Linked DNA regions of Mus musculus: regions 2, 3, 4 and 5 are each linked to region 1. Evidence: chromatin contacts called from public promoter capture Hi-C data. All regions are on one chromosome and are shown on one strand. The core of a region is the stretch at or near the end of the contact, and the rest is flanking DNA. Distances in the headings are between cores, read along the strand shown.

Region 1 (2,715 bases), core at 127-2,626:
CCACCACACACACACACACACACACACACACACACACACACACACACACACCCGTTTTTAGGAAGAGACAGCCCATGTACACAAATAAAAAAATGCTTGTTTTAAAGCTATGATATGCTTACAGACGGGAGACTGGCATGGCTGTCCTCTAAGAGGCCCTACCAGCAGTTGACTTAGACAGACAGATACTTACACCCAAGCATTGAATTGAAATTGGGGACCCCTATAAAAACTAAATTAAATTGAATAAATAAAAATGCTTGCTTTAATTAATTAATTTTAATTAATTTAGCCATGGTGTTTTGGGTTGGTGGCCTTTCTCCCCAAATCTTTGGGATTAACAAAACCTGAATGTTGTTGCACTCATTATGTCACAGTGAGCATTAAGGAAAATTCCCAGAAATAAAAACTATAGATAAAGTATCCAGTCATACACCCAAAGTGTGCCCTTGGTGTTAGAGACCGAGAGCATCTCTAAACCACGTGTGGTCGCATATGCTGTCACCCTTGTACTTAGGAGGAGGTAGAGACAGGGGACCACCCTGGACTATACAACAATTTCCATGCTAGTCAATGTCATAGAAGGCCCAACTTCAAAAGCAATGAAATAAAACATTAAAAATAAATAAATAAAAACCAGGTGTGATGGCATATGACTTTAACTCCAGCACTCAGGGAACAGAGGCAGGTAGAGGCCAGTCAGGTCTACAACGTGAGTTCCAGGACAGCCAGGGCTGTTACATAAAGAAACACCGTCTCAAAAAAAAAAAAAAAAAAAAAAAAAGAAGCAAAACAAAACAAAAACCAAAACCCAAAAACAAACAAACAAACAAATGAAACTCCTCTGGGAAATTTTGAAACAGTGCTGACTTAAAGTGTTAAGTGAAAGTTAAGGGCTGGTGAGATGGCTCAGTGGGTAGGAGCACCTGACTGCTCTTCCGAAGGTCCAGAGTTCGGATCCCAGCAACCACATGGTGGCTCACAACCATCCGTAGCGAGATCTGACTCCCTCTTCTGGTGTGTCTGAAGACAGCTACAGTGTACTTACATATAATAGATAAGTAAATCTTTGAAAAAAAAAAAAGAAAGTTAAATATATGTCGTTAATTATTTGATTAGTAGAAGTACACGCTGTTACTACTTATGTTTATCTGCCTTTTTCTACAACCTTCCAAGGAGGAGAAATGGTGAGCTGGCAAACAACTGAGGAAAAACAAAAACGAAAACAAAAACAAAAACAAAAACCTAGGGAAAGGCTCAATGCCAAGCTTCGTCAATAGCCTAAGTCCCACAGAAGGCAAGGCGGTTCTTTCCCTTTCTCAAGATGGCGCCCCTGGCGACAGGGCGGGCACGAGCGCAAAGCGCTCTGGGAGCGGAAGTCGACTGTGCAGCGGCGGTCAAACCGGAAGGGGAGGTGCTGGGGCCTGGAGGAGCGGCCTGTGTCGCTGCGGTTGCTGGTGTTTGCGGGTTGCAGGGAGCCGGGCCGGTGGTCGGGCTGTGTCGCGATGCCGGAGCTGGCGGTGCAGAAGGTGGTGGTTCACCCCCTGGTGCTGCTCAGTGTGGTGGATCATTTCAACCGGTGAGCGGGTGGCGCGTGGCGGCCACACGGCGCAGGGCTGCTGAGTCACGGGCGCGCCGGGCACAAACGCGGCGGCCGGGGACACGGGTTGGGACAAGCGACCCCAGCGGCTCCACACCGCGGTGCTCGGTACCCATTGACAGCCTCGCACCCCCACCGAGGCCGCCACTCCTGAGTCTGGCCCGCCTGGCGAGGCCCCGGAGCCGGAACGATGCTACCCGCCGAGGCCGCGCCTTTTCCCAGAACGGCTGGGCGCCGTTTAAGACCGAGCTTCAGTCTCGTGTGCCCGTGCCTGTAAAAGCTGTCACTGAAACCCCGGTCTCGGAGTCCCCGATGAACGATTTTCTGGATGAGGCAGGGATCATAGCCAAGTTTCGATTTGGGATTCTGGTCGAATGGTACCTTTAAAATGGGAATGAATAAGGTGTCGGCTTGTTCCTCTAAAAACGAGGCAGGTGCAGATTGGGGCCAGCCTACAGTTCCCTTGGGTAGCTCACTGCCACCCTTGCCTGCTCCAGCCGTTCATCCGGCCAGACCTGTTGCACGTGTTCGGAAGTTTTACAAGATAATTAGTGTGAGGAGTTAACAAATATGAAGGTCCAGTAGGGAGTCTACTTGCAGTCAAGTCGGCGCTAGTGCCTGGTCTGAAGCAGGCTTTGTGCAGCTAACTCAACCAGAGCCAAAAAAAAAAAAAAAAAAAAAAAACCTCAAGACGGAGCCTTTTGAGTCTGAATTCAGTTGTATTGTTCGGAATGCCTGGGATACTAGGGGCCCTGATGGGGTGAACACTGTTTAAGCTTTATTTTAACAATTGGTAAGAATGGGGGGGGGGGGTGCAGACACTGTTGGTAGTTGTATCAAGGAACAGATGGAGGGGCTTTAAAGACTCGTGGATGAAGTTTCCTTTGGCATGTGGAAACTCGTTGTTTGAAGTAGTTTTAGTGGGTTAGAGAGGTGTAATGTTACTTTCACTGTGGCTTGTGTGTTTCCTTAGCATAGAATTAAGTTGTTTCCAAATATGCAGTTTGTTAGTGGCTAAAGAAAACAATTCTTGCTGGGCGTGATGGCGCATGCCTTTAATCCCAGCACCCCGGAGGCAGAGGCAGGCGGATTTCTGAGTTCGAGGCCAGCCTGGT
Region 2 (2,715 bases), core at 140-2,639, 2.1 Mb before region 1:
GAGCACAAGTAGTCATAAGATACCCTTGGCACATGCGCAGATTATTTGTTTACCACTTAGAACACAGCTGTCAGCGCCATCTTGTAACGGCGAATGTGGGCGCGGCTCCCAACACTTCTGTTTTCTCTCTCTCTCTCTCTCTCTCTCTTTTATATAAAACACGCATAATCACTTTTTCTGTATAAATGTAATCTGAACACAAGACCAACTATTGGCCAAATGTGGGGCTTGCCTGCTGTGGTGGTTTGAATGAGAAACTTCGATATAGGCTTAGATGTTTAACTCTTGGTGGCCAGTTAGTGGCACTATTAAGGTATGTATGGCCTTGTTAGAGTCCCTATGTCACTAGGGACCTGGCTTTGAGGCTCAGAGCCACAGGCAATTCCAGGTTCAGTCTCTCTGCTTTGTGCTTCTAAGTTCTAGATGTGACCCCCTCCTCTCTGCTCCAGCCTCTATGGCTGCTGCTCCCTGCCAAGCTTTCCCACCACAATGGACTCCTAACCCTCTCAAATGGAACCACAAACTCAAATCCTTCTGGCAGTTGCCTTGATTGTGTCTTATCCCAGCAACAGAAAAGAAACGAATGCACCAGTGATACCATCAACTTGAGAGATAGAGGCAGGACGGTTAAGAGTTCAAGTTCACCCTAAACTACACAGTGAGTTCAAAACCACTCTGAGCTACTTGTGACCCTGTCTCAAAAACAAATGAACAAATAAGAAAAAAAAAATCCTCCCCCTCCAATCAGCAACCTAAATCAGCCATTCATTTTTGTGTCTGCTTAAGCCAATCAAACTTTCATTCAAGTATTTAGTATGAACTGGCATTATATGGGTGACAATATTCCAAACCAGTAGCCAAGCCCTGTATTCACTAAGCCAACCTGCTTTCCACTGTAGTAAGAATCCCGTCCTTATTGCTCACCCACTCCCAGGTCTTCAGTACTTTTTCATCTTTTTCTAGGTCCTGCACAGGCACACTTTTTTTTTTTTTTTTTTTTTTTTTTGGCTGCCTCAGGCTATTTCTAACTTTACAAGGCTCTTGACCCTTGAAAAGGTCTGGGCCCAGCTCTCTCTCACCCTGACCCTACAATGACCCTTCCATCTTTCTACTCCAGTAAATTCTGGGGCATCATAAACAAGGCCCCAGGGATCTCCACTATCTGGACTTCTAGTGACAGCTTGTGAAAACTTCTCCAGGGAATCCAGGTCTGGGAGCTTTTTAAGGAAACATCACCTACTCCCTGGACCCATTCAGTGGGACAGGCGTTCATTTTCCCACCAAAGGGGGGCGCTGGGTACGATGGGCAGGCGGCCAGTTTCCTCCTGTGTAAGTAGGCGGCGCTCCCAGGCCAGGGTGACGTCATCTCTCCGCGTCGGGGGGGGGGCGGGATGCGCTCAACGCCATCTCCGGGCGCCCGGCTTGGGGGGGTGCCCGCTGGGTGTGGGGCGGCTCCGGGGCCGGGGATGGCGGCGGCCGCGGTGGCGGCGGCTCCGGGACGAGCGGGAGGAGTCCTGGGAGCTCCGTGAGATGGGCCGGTGAGTGTCGCCTGGAGCGGTGGCCGCTGGGATGGCCTGAGGCCAAGCAGGCCTGGGTTCGGAGCTCTAGTGGAAGGGCCCCCCTAGAAGCCCGTTGCCTCACCCCGGCCGCGGGCCCCCTAAACAGCGGGCAGAGCGAGCGAAAGAGGCCGTGCCTAGCCCCTCTAGATGCTGCTTTCCCGCCTGGCCCAGAAGGCGGCCTCAGGCCCTGATGCCCCGACGGGGTTGTCCCCGCGGGTCAGGATGTCCGAGTTCTCAGGGCGGGAAGGGGCCCCAAACAAGGAAGCGTCGCCAGCGGGGCCTGGCCTCACCTCCACGTCCGACCCCCTACCCCGACTAACCCTAAACGTAGACTCCCCCAGTTCAGGCCTGTACCCCTGTCGGAACAAGGATCATCAAAAGCCATCATCCCTGGTGTCTCTCCCTTTTTGCTGCTCCCTTTTTGTGGGGCGCACCTCTCCCTCAGTGAATTTGGGTCCCCCTCGGTGTGCAGTCTCTTGATTCCATTCCCTGCATGAAGAGGAGCTGCCTTCTCGGCTAGGTTGGCAGGTCTCTGGAATAGTTCCGTTGCCCCTTAGCTCAGGGCCACAAGTTGTGTCATTTCCCATGAGAAATTCTCCAAAGCTGCACCCTACACCCACACCCGGTTTCAGATTTTGAAGTGTTTTGCCTTGTGGGAACCTGGTGGGCAGGCTGAGCTTTCTTTTTGCCTCTTTCCGTCCTTTCATTATTTTGTGTTTGCTAACTCCTCGGTGACCCATAGACGGATTTTCCTTAGCTTTTTTTTTTTTTTTAGCTACAGAGGGCAAGCATCATTTTGGGGGATTAAGAAAATGAAAGAAAGCTGAGTGCTTTCAATTAAACGTTTGATGAAGAATGAGTGCGTGACTTGTACCCACTTGGTGATTTATTTGTGGCATTAGGAATCTGTTTTTCCACATTTCCATCTTTCGTGTACCCTTGAACCATGCCTATCTTAAGTAAACGTTGCCTTCAGTTGGATCGAGCTTGCAATATTCTGACTTTGACAGAACAGGTTCCTCGGTACTAGTCAATACTGCTAATCCAGTTGTTAGGACTTCGTTGGCCCCGGTTTTGGTTTTGGTTGTTTTCTTTTGAGAGGGTCTTATGGAGCTCAGGCTGACTTCTGACTTGCTAAATAATCGAATGTAGTTGG
Region 3 (2,715 bases), core at 57-2,556, 2.1 Mb before region 1:
CCAAACTGCACAATATCTGAGGTTAGTTTTATAGGTTGTAACCCTCTTAAAACAAGACCCCATAAGTACAAAAGGTCACTTGGTCCCTTTTGCTTTCAGCGCTGCCCAATTGTGAAACTTAAGCTCGGAATGTAATTGGATAGCGAGCCGCCTGAGTATCTTCTGCTCAGGGAGGAACCTGGGAAGAACGGGAAACTGAGGATCGACCTACAAGGGATGCGACTTTTAAAGGGAGTAGGGGTTTTTGTTTTTGTCATCTATAGAGCCACAGTCAAGAGTCCTTGGGAAGGATGCACTGGCCCCCACCCCCTCATCCTGCCTCTGCTCTCACAGGTGTTAGGATGCAGCTTCCAGGGCACACACACTACAGATGTGCGTGTGTGTGTGCGCGCGCCCTTTTCCAGCCTTAAAGAAAAGAGGGTGCACTCCCACCTCCAGCTCTGATGAGGTTCCCACGAAGCAAAGTAAAGTCGCCCGAATCCGAGTGATGTGAAGCTGCCAAAAGGGAGAAGAGAAAGACAATCATACAGCCATTTCACTGTGCCCGGGTCCTCTCGGGTCGGCGCTGGAGCTGGGGTGTGCCATCAGTTGAGAGGGTGTCTCTCTGGCTTTTCCCAACAGGGGCAGAGGTAAATCCCAGGTAATTAGACTGGAGCCAGAGGTCTCCCTACGCGTTTCTGACCAACCCACAGACGACCACTTAGCCTCCTCCGAAATCTAAATTTAGTAGCTCCTGGGCCAGCCCGCCCGCCCGCCCGCCCGCTCCAGGACGGCAGGGGCCCCCCGCCCCGTCCGCTCTCCCACGCCCATCCTCCCCTCCCCCAGCTCCACCCCAGCCTGTCAGACGCCGGCCCGCGAGGCCCGCACCCGGCCGCCGCCGCAGCACCCAGCCCGCCCCTCCCCAGGAGCGAGCAAACAAAAGGCGGGCGGCGGCGCGGGCAGTCGGGAGCTACGCGGGTTGCCGACTCCCGGCGCGGGGGCGCTTTACCCGCAGCCTCGGCGCTCCGCGTCCCTGGGCTCCGCCTCCGGACGGACAGACCGCGGGACAATGGGCCCCGGCCGCAGCTCCAGCCGGCCGGGCCCGGGCTCTCTGGGACCCGGCCCCGGTGGGCAGAGGGTGGCTGCGGGCCGGGCTGGCGGCGGGGAGGCGAGGGGCGGCGCGGCGGACAGACAAAGCCAACGGCAGACAGACGGACGGAGGGGGGAAAAAAAAAAGATGGCGACGCGGACGACGGGAGCGCGCGGTTCGCGCTCTCGCAGCGAGTGGGGCGCGTGCCGGAGCCTCACCTCTCCTCCCGCCGCCGCCCCGACCCCTCCCGGCTCCCGAGGCGCGCGCCTGGCGCTGTGGGCGGGGCCTCGGGGGAAAAGGGTCCGGGAAGGCGGGGCTTAGGGAGCATCCAATCGCGGGCGTTCCAGAGGGGCCCCGCCCGCGATCTGGTCCTGGCGACGCGGAGCTGAGCATCTAAAGAGCTTTCGGAGGTGTCCTGACGTTTCCGCGCACCTTTAGAGCGGGTGAACTCCACTCAGCTGTCATCTCCCCGGCTGGTTTCCTCTCCCAAAGTCGAGTTCAGCCACAGAACCCACATCCCCCAACCACAGCTCCGCCGCAGGCTTCCCCCTCCGTAGCCGAACCTGGGCCAACCATCCCGTAGTCACAAACCCTCTTCACTCCCACTTGTCCCAAGGCTTCTTCAACTCTCGAGGCATTTAAAGTAAAGAAAGAGGGCCCACAGCTTCTGTGGGAGGGACTAAGCTATCAGGTGGTCACAGACACAGGACCTAGGTAGCTTGTGGTCCTTGTTGCTATCTAAGGGTGTTTGGAAAGGCTGAACGTGGTTCAACTCCGTTCTAACGCGACTCCTGTTACTGTCCGCGTCATTATTTCTCCGTTGCTCTCCCTTCTTTCCCCTTATTTGGGCGGAAAACCCATACCTACCCCTGAAGTCTCTCCGTAGAGAAGTAAAAAGAGGAGCCCTGTTTTAGAAGGCCCAACTTTCAGCCCCAGCTTTGCCACCGACCAGTCTGTTCGCTTTTGGGCAAGTCACTTCCCTGTTCTGGCCCTCTTCTCTCAAGAGTTGTGCTAGTCATGTAAAACAATCTCTGAAAGCCCTGTGCAAGTTCTCTTATGATTTGCGGCTTCACGAGGCAGAACAAACAAGAGTGCTGACTCTTGCTGATAAAATGACTAGTCGAAGTGTTTGCATAAAGCATTCTTACAAATTCTTCCTTCCTGAAATCTCCAACGAGATGCCATTGCCTGTGTCTTGCAGAATGTGCTAGAACGGTGGAATTGAAGAATGGTGGTCCTTGACAATGCTGTAGGTAAATTGTTCTTGCTTGTTTGCTTTTTGTTGTTGTTTTTTGTTTTGTTGTTTCAACTGACCGAAGAGGAGAAGACTAGAGCCTGGTTTACTGATGGCTCTGCACGTTATGCAGGCACCACCCAGAAGTGGACAGCTGCAGCATTACAACCCCTTTCTGGGACAACCTTGAAAGACACAGGTGAAGGGAAATCTTCACAGTGGGCAGAACTCCGGGCAGTACACATGGTATTACAGTTTGTTTGCAAGAAGAAATGGCCAGATGTACAATTATTTACTGACTCATGGGCTGTAGCCAATGGATTGGCTGGATGGTCAGGGACTTGGAAAGATCACAATTGGAAAATTGGTGAGAAAGACGTCTGGGGAAGAAGTATGTGGATAGATATCTCCA
Region 4 (2,715 bases), core at 100-2,599, 2.1 Mb before region 1:
AACAGACCTCTGCATAGTAAGTGGATAAGATGGAGTAGGGGCGGCCTCATATTACTGATAGGGACACTCCCAGGTAAACCAGGGCAGAAGCCAAATTCATGACACTGCTTGTAGCTTGTCATTTACTGTCACTTGGTTGTTTTCCAGACATCCCTACTTCAGTGCAGGGAAACGGGAACGGTCAGCTGGGTTTTATACAGCTGCAGCTCCGTGGGCTCCCCATTGATCTAGTCCCTGAACATCGTCACAGGTTTAGTTATGACTGTTTTCTCAAAGGCCAATCCAATGGCTTGAGCAGAAGCATTGCACAACGAGATTGGGCTGTAGCAATTTTGAAAACAATGATTTTTAAAGAGTAGGTAAACCGTGTTACCTACACACACACATGTGTACACACACACAAACACACACACACACAGTTTTTTTGAGGCAGGGTTTCTCTGCCTGCCTGTTTGTCTGTCTGCCTGCCTGCCTTCCTGTCTGTCTTCCTGCCTGTCTGTCTGGAATAGACCAGACTAGGACTAGCCCTAGAATTCTGGAATTCACCCTGCAGACCAGTCTGGCCTCGAACTCAGAGATCCGCCTACCCGTGCCTTCCGTTTTTTTTGGGATTGAAGGTGTGCACCACCATGTCCCGCTTGTTAGTGTCAATTTTAACTGCTTTTGACCCCATGCCTACTCGACTATATCTCTTTCTTAAAACAAGATCTTGCCTAGTAGCCCAGGCTGGCCTCAAATTCAGGATCCTGCCTCTACCTCCCGAGTGCCAGGATTATAAACGCCATCCATGGTGTGCTTCTTTCTTATCATCGTCCTGAGGTCTGTTGCATTTGTCAGTTTGTCCATCTGGGTAACTGCTGTCAATTCAATAGCAAAGCTCCACTTCCCCACTGTTAACAGGCAGCACTAACTTTCTCAGTACCTGTGCCAGTCTCCGTTCTGAGCGCTCAGATCTGTCGTGCAGAGCAGGGCCAAGGATGCATCCCCCCTGAACAGGGGAAACCAGACAGCGAAGGCTGAGCGGTGTACTCAGGATTGCATGGTGGTAAGTGGGCATGAGTCCCAGCAGGCTCTCTGTCTGCTCTACACTGTGGTACTCTACTACAGCCAAGGAGCCCAAGAGGAGACTAGCCCTACTATGGCCTCGGCTTTTGCCATCCTGGGTTCTAGTCATTTTGTCAGTATTTTATTCAGCACAGAGCTATGTATTACAAATAGAATGTTCTCTGAGCCTCAAGAACTGTTATTCAAAATTGTACTTAAAAAAAAAATGTCACCATGCAATGAGTAGGCGTTTCCTTCTGTAAGAGTGTTCACACACCAAGTGCACTCTGGGGAAGCCAAAAGTGCTTGCTAGGATGAACACAGGCCTCAGGTTCTCTCCAGGAACATAGACGATGCCACCAACCCTGAGGTAGAAGGAAGTACTGACTCCCAGAGCTCAGCTTCTCAGGACACAGTTACATCAGGTCAAAGCTGGACTGGAGAAAACAGTGAGCATGCGCCTGAGGGGAGAGCGCGTGCCCAAGGGGAGAGCGCGCTAACCACTAGTACCTGCTGCGGGGCAAAGCGGGGCAAAGCCTCTCTCACTGAGGTTCTTTGAGGACACAGAATCCATTATGAGCATAAAAAAAAAAAAAAGTCAGCTCCTAGGAAAGGCCCCGAGGACTGCAGATGTTCTATGTATGTTTGTGGGATGCACCTGGGCCAGCACACAGAAAAGTCGGATACACACTCACTTAAAGACCGTTGTTATTGGAGCCCGATCCTGTGTGCGGTGTGTGGCTGAGTCCCAGGGTCCCTGCAGCTACTCTTTGTGCTGTAAGTGACCACCAATGGGTGGTGGTCATACCTGTGACCTGGATCAGGGGAATCAGACCCCATGGGTCACCAAGGGTCCCTACCTGAACCTTTTTGGATGGAGTCCAGGGGGACTTTGCGTTGTCCACAGAGCTGTGGTCATATGGAGAAGCCAGCTGACCTTTAGTTTTCCATGGGTTGCAGGAGGGGTTTCAGGAGGACTAACTTGCCTCCCTTCTGCCCCAGAACTGTCCTTACCTCTGTAATCCCCATATAGGTTAGGAAGGAGGGTGCCGTTGGCCCAGGGGTAGAAATCCTCTACAGTTTTGATTTCTGAGAAACGGTGAGAAAACCTCTTCCAGATAGCTCGATGGAGGAAAAATCGACTAGAGTCCTTTGCAGAATAGACGGTAGTCATCAGCAGGGTCAGGAAGAGGATTTGCACTGGTTTGCAACAGAAAAAAAAAATAATTTTCAAGTAATTATCATAGAGCTCTAAATAAACCCTTTTCACTTCTCGTATGCTTATTCACCTCTTCAGGTCAAAACCAGTCAAAATGGAGCTGGGATGTAGTGGTGCACACTTTAAATCCCAGCACTTGGGAGGCAGAGGCAGGCGGATCTCCGAGTTTGAGGCTAGCCTGGTCTATAGAGTGAGTTCCAGGACAGCCTGGGCTACATAGTGAAACTGTCTTGAAAAAGCCAAAAACCCAACCAACCAAAAAAAAGTCAAAATGGGCAATTTCAAATACTTCAACCCAATGTGTACACACATACGCACACATACACACACATGCACACCACCTGAATTGCTGGAATTCCAAATTTCATTTTAAAAGACACCTTTCTGCCCTCCCCGGTTTTCTGTCTTATTCTCCCCGACCCTCCCCACTCCAGTGTGCTGCAGCGGAGCCT
Region 5 (2,715 bases), core at 152-2,651, 2.0 Mb before region 1:
TGGATGTCACTTTGAATTTCCGATCCCCCTGCACTGATCCCAAATGCATTGTGTGCTCCGTCCATGGGGTGCTGTGGATGGAACAGAAGCATCCTGAAGCATAGGCAAGCGCTTCACCACCCTGAGCCTCGGCACCAGGATGAGGATCTGAGAACAGCTCTTTTGAGATGAACTTTCCAAACATGGTAGAACCCACCTTCTCGGGCTATATATTTTTTACATCTACATGGGAAACCAATACCACAATCTAGCTTTTAAATTCCATCCCATGAAATAAACTGGTTTAGTCTGGCTTCCAGAGATCTGATGCTTCTGGACATTTCACAAGGTGAACTACAGTAGATGGCCTTTCATGTGACATGACGTTTCTGAGGGACGCCCATGCTGTAGCATGTGTCGGTACTTATTTCCTTTGTGTGGCGAAATTGCCTCTGTGTGAGCATGCTGCGTTTTATTTATCCACCCTCCAGATCATGCTGTTTCCCACTTTGGGCTCCTTTTCTATCTGAGAGATCTGTGTCTGAACGTGTCTTTGTGTGGACTTGCTTTTTCAGTCCTCTCCTGTATCTAATACCAAAGAGCAGAGTTGCTAGGAGACACCGCCAGTCTATTGCTAACATTTGTGGGACTGCTACATTATTTCGCAACACAATTTACAATGGTTACAATTTCTCAGCCTCCTTACTAATACTAGTATTGGTTCTCACTCTCTCACTCTCTCTTTCTCTCTCTCTCTCTCTCTCTCTCCCTCTCATTAACTACAAAAAAAAAAGTCTCACATAGCTCAGGCTGGCCTCAAACTCAGTATTCTGCCAAGGATAACCTTGAATCCCTCATGCCCACCTGCCCCTGCCCCTGCCTCTGCACCTCTCTGCCTCTGCCTCTGCCTCTGTGCCTCTGTGCCTCTCTCTCTGCCTCTGTGTTGTCATCAGACACATGTGGCCATACCTGGCTTGCCCATCTTTTTGGTTGTGTTATCACCCTCTTTTTTCCTTCCTTCCTTCCTTCCTTCCTTCCTTCCTTCCTTCCTTCCTTCCTTCCTTCCTTCCCATGTTTTTCCTGTCAACAATGCCTTGCTATGCAGCCCAGGCTGGCCTTGAAGTTGCTCTCCTTCTGTCTCAGCCTTCCGAGTACTGGTGTGCACTATATCCAGCGTCTTTGCATTTTCCTAAGAGCTAAGGGTGTTGTCTCTCACTGAGGGTTTATGGCATGCTTCGCTAAATCAGTTTCAGCTGATTATGAGGTGAAGCGAGCATTCAGCAGTCTCTGCCCACTGGTGGGCTGGAGAAGGAGACCAGAGGCTCAGCAGTTTCTCCAGTAGAATTCTCTTTTGAAGCCTGTGAAGAGGCTGTACGACTGAATGTTAAAGAGAGAGTTCCTGGCAGAGCCAGCCACCTGCACACTGCACACCCACCTGTTCCATGTCTTGCTGAGCCATCTGATGACTGCTTTTTTCCGTTGTTGTTAGACGTCCAAGAGGCTGGAAGGGGCAGCTGACTGCTGGAGTTTGAGAGCTCCAACTGTTGTTCTTCTGAAACGGGAGCACCAGCAACTGCTCACTCAGGTCAATGAGTAAATTGGCCACACTGACCTGGGGATGTCAGAAAGGGGACGCATGGAGCTGCTTGCTACTTTCAGATTCATTTGTATCTTCTTATAAGCAGTTGAGTATTTCCTTCCTACCCCTCCCTCCCTCCTTTCCTCCATACCTTCCTTCCCTCCCTCCCTCCATCAGTCTTTTCTTCCTTCCTTCTTTCCTTCCTTCCATATGTGTGTGTGTGTGTGTGTGTGTGTGTGTGTGGTGCATGCACATATTCACGTGGGTGTATGTGCATCTAGAGGCCAGACTGATGTCACATGTCTTCATCTGTTGCTCTCTGCCATGTTTTTTTTTTGGGGGAGACAGAGCCTCTCACCGAACCTGGAGCTCACCAACTGGTCACCCTAGCTGTCCAGCAAACTCTAAGGCTCCACTTGCCTCCACCTCTCCATCCGTAGGTTTCCGGCCAGGTGAGGCCACACCTGGCTCTTACAAGGATGCTGCAGATGTGTGCTTGGGGGCGGGGTCTCAAGCTTGTGAGCAGGCACTTCACCAACTGAGTTGTTTCCCCAGCCCCACAGTTCAATATCTGTTATACAGTTGGAATGTATTTTATGAAAGGCGACATCACCATTGGGCAGGCAAGGGAAAATATATGACTGTGTACCACCTACGGGGGAGGGTTGTGTTGAATGTTGAGTGCTACAACTTAAAAGAGGGATGCTTGGGAAAAGAGCCATGCCAGGCCAGATGCTGAGCAGGTGAGCTCGTTTTGAAAGCATGGGTGTGGCATTAAAAGCTTCAAGACACCCAGAATACAAAAACCAGGGAGAATTTGTTTTTGTTTGTTTGTTTGTTTTCGAGACAGGGTTTCTCTATGTAGCCCTGGCTGTCCTGGAACTTACTCTGAGCACCAGGCTGGCCTCGAACTCATAGAGATCCTCCTGCCTCTGCCTCCCGAGTGCTAGGATTAAAGCATGTGCCGTCTCAGTTCTAAGAACAACAAAAAACATCAGTTCTCCTTTCTGTAGGCTGTTCTCATGCAAAACCAAAGGGAATAAAGAAAGGCTAAGAAGTCAGAGGCAGTGTGCATGCCTGTGGCCCCAGAGCCCAGGAGGCAGAGACAGGAGGTAAAGTAAGTTCAAAGCCAGCTCGGGATGATTAGTGAGACCCTG

Evidence for each region. Promoter capture Hi-C pulls out the DNA fragments that hold promoters and counts their contacts. Capture Hi-C pulls out chosen DNA fragments and counts their contacts.
Region 2: a promoter capture Hi-C map of pre-B cells shows a contact between it and region 1, with 10 times the contacts expected there. The contact joins the promoter of Atxn1l here to the promoter of Psmd7 in region 1. A contact is called at or near these places in 6 of 39 promoter capture datasets (cranial neural crest, embryonic stem cells, frontonasal cranial neural crest and 3 more), 5 of 115 datasets of contacts at active chromatin or transcription factors (embryonic forebrain, embryonic hindbrain, embryonic stem cells and 2 more) and 1 of 9 other capture datasets (adipose tissue).
Region 3: a contact with region 1 is called in a promoter capture Hi-C map of adipose tissue, with 4 times the contacts expected there. The contact joins the promoter of Zfp821 here to the promoter of Psmd7 in region 1. A contact is called at or near these places in 6 of 39 promoter capture datasets (3T3-L1-derived adipocytes, the C10 cell line, hippocampal neurons and 2 more), 1 of 15 datasets of contacts at CTCF or cohesin (large pre-B cells), 1 of 484 Hi-C or Micro-C datasets (CD4 T cells), 4 of 115 datasets of contacts at active chromatin or transcription factors (embryonic hindbrain, embryonic limb bud, embryonic stem cells and 1 more) and 1 of 9 other capture datasets (adipose tissue).
Region 4: a promoter capture Hi-C map of hippocampal neurons shows a contact between it and region 1, with 7 times the contacts expected there. The contact joins the enhancer-like site here to the promoter of Psmd7 in region 1. A contact is called at or near these places in 4 of 39 promoter capture datasets (the C10 cell line, hippocampal neurons, liver and 1 more), 2 of 115 datasets of contacts at active chromatin or transcription factors (acute myeloid leukemia and large pre-B cells) and 1 of 9 other capture datasets (adipose tissue).
Region 5: a contact with region 1 is called in a promoter capture Hi-C map of hippocampal neurons, with 20 times the contacts expected there. The contact joins the enhancer-like site here to the promoter of Psmd7 in region 1. A contact is called at or near these places in 18 of 39 promoter capture datasets (the 3T3-L1 cell line, 3T3-L1-derived adipocytes, the C10 cell line and 12 more), 2 of 484 Hi-C or Micro-C datasets (B cells and muscle stem cells) and 4 of 115 datasets of contacts at active chromatin or transcription factors (forebrain, large pre-B cells, pro-B cells and 1 more).

What each region holds. Positions count from the first base shown.
Region 1 is chr8:107,587,143-107,589,857 of GRCm38.p6, reverse strand. Psmd7 (proteasome (prosome, macropain) 26S subunit, non-ATPase, 7) reads left to right here and starts at 1,376. Exons shown (of 7, transcript NM_010817.2): 1 at 1,376-1,579. The coding sequence starts at 1,506.
Region 2 is chr8:109,736,454-109,739,168 of GRCm38.p6, reverse strand. It overlaps Atxn1l (ataxin 1-like), which reads left to right and starts at 1,389. Exons shown (of 4, transcript NM_001080930.2): 1 at 1,389-1,538.
Region 3 is chr8:109,704,137-109,706,851 of GRCm38.p6, reverse strand. Zfp821 (zinc finger protein 821) reads right to left here and starts at 1,306. Exons shown (of 9, transcript NM_001167946.2): 1 at 989-1,306; 2 at 433-495.
Region 4 is chr8:109,655,640-109,658,354 of GRCm38.p6, reverse strand. Pkd1l3 (polycystic kidney disease 1 like 3) reads right to left here. Exons shown (of 33, transcript NM_001286454.2): 24 at 2,059-2,244. Among named protein-coding and RNA genes, the nearest start is that of Ist1, 36 kb to the left of the region's middle. Within about 2 kb of position 1,349, at least 11 of the 459 cell types and tissues checked have an H3K27ac peak or open chromatin away from gene starts, as enhancers often do. A contact at or near this core is called in hippocampal neurons, where this site is marked.
Region 5 is chr8:109,627,512-109,630,226 of GRCm38.p6, reverse strand. Pkd1l3 (polycystic kidney disease 1 like 3) reads right to left here. Exons shown (of 33, transcript NM_001286454.2): 7 at 1,415-1,591. Among named protein-coding and RNA genes, the nearest start is that of Pkd1l3, 15 kb to the right of the region's middle. Within about 2 kb of position 1,401, at least 11 of the 459 cell types and tissues checked have an H3K27ac peak or open chromatin away from gene starts, as enhancers often do. A contact at or near this core is called in hippocampal neurons, where this site is marked.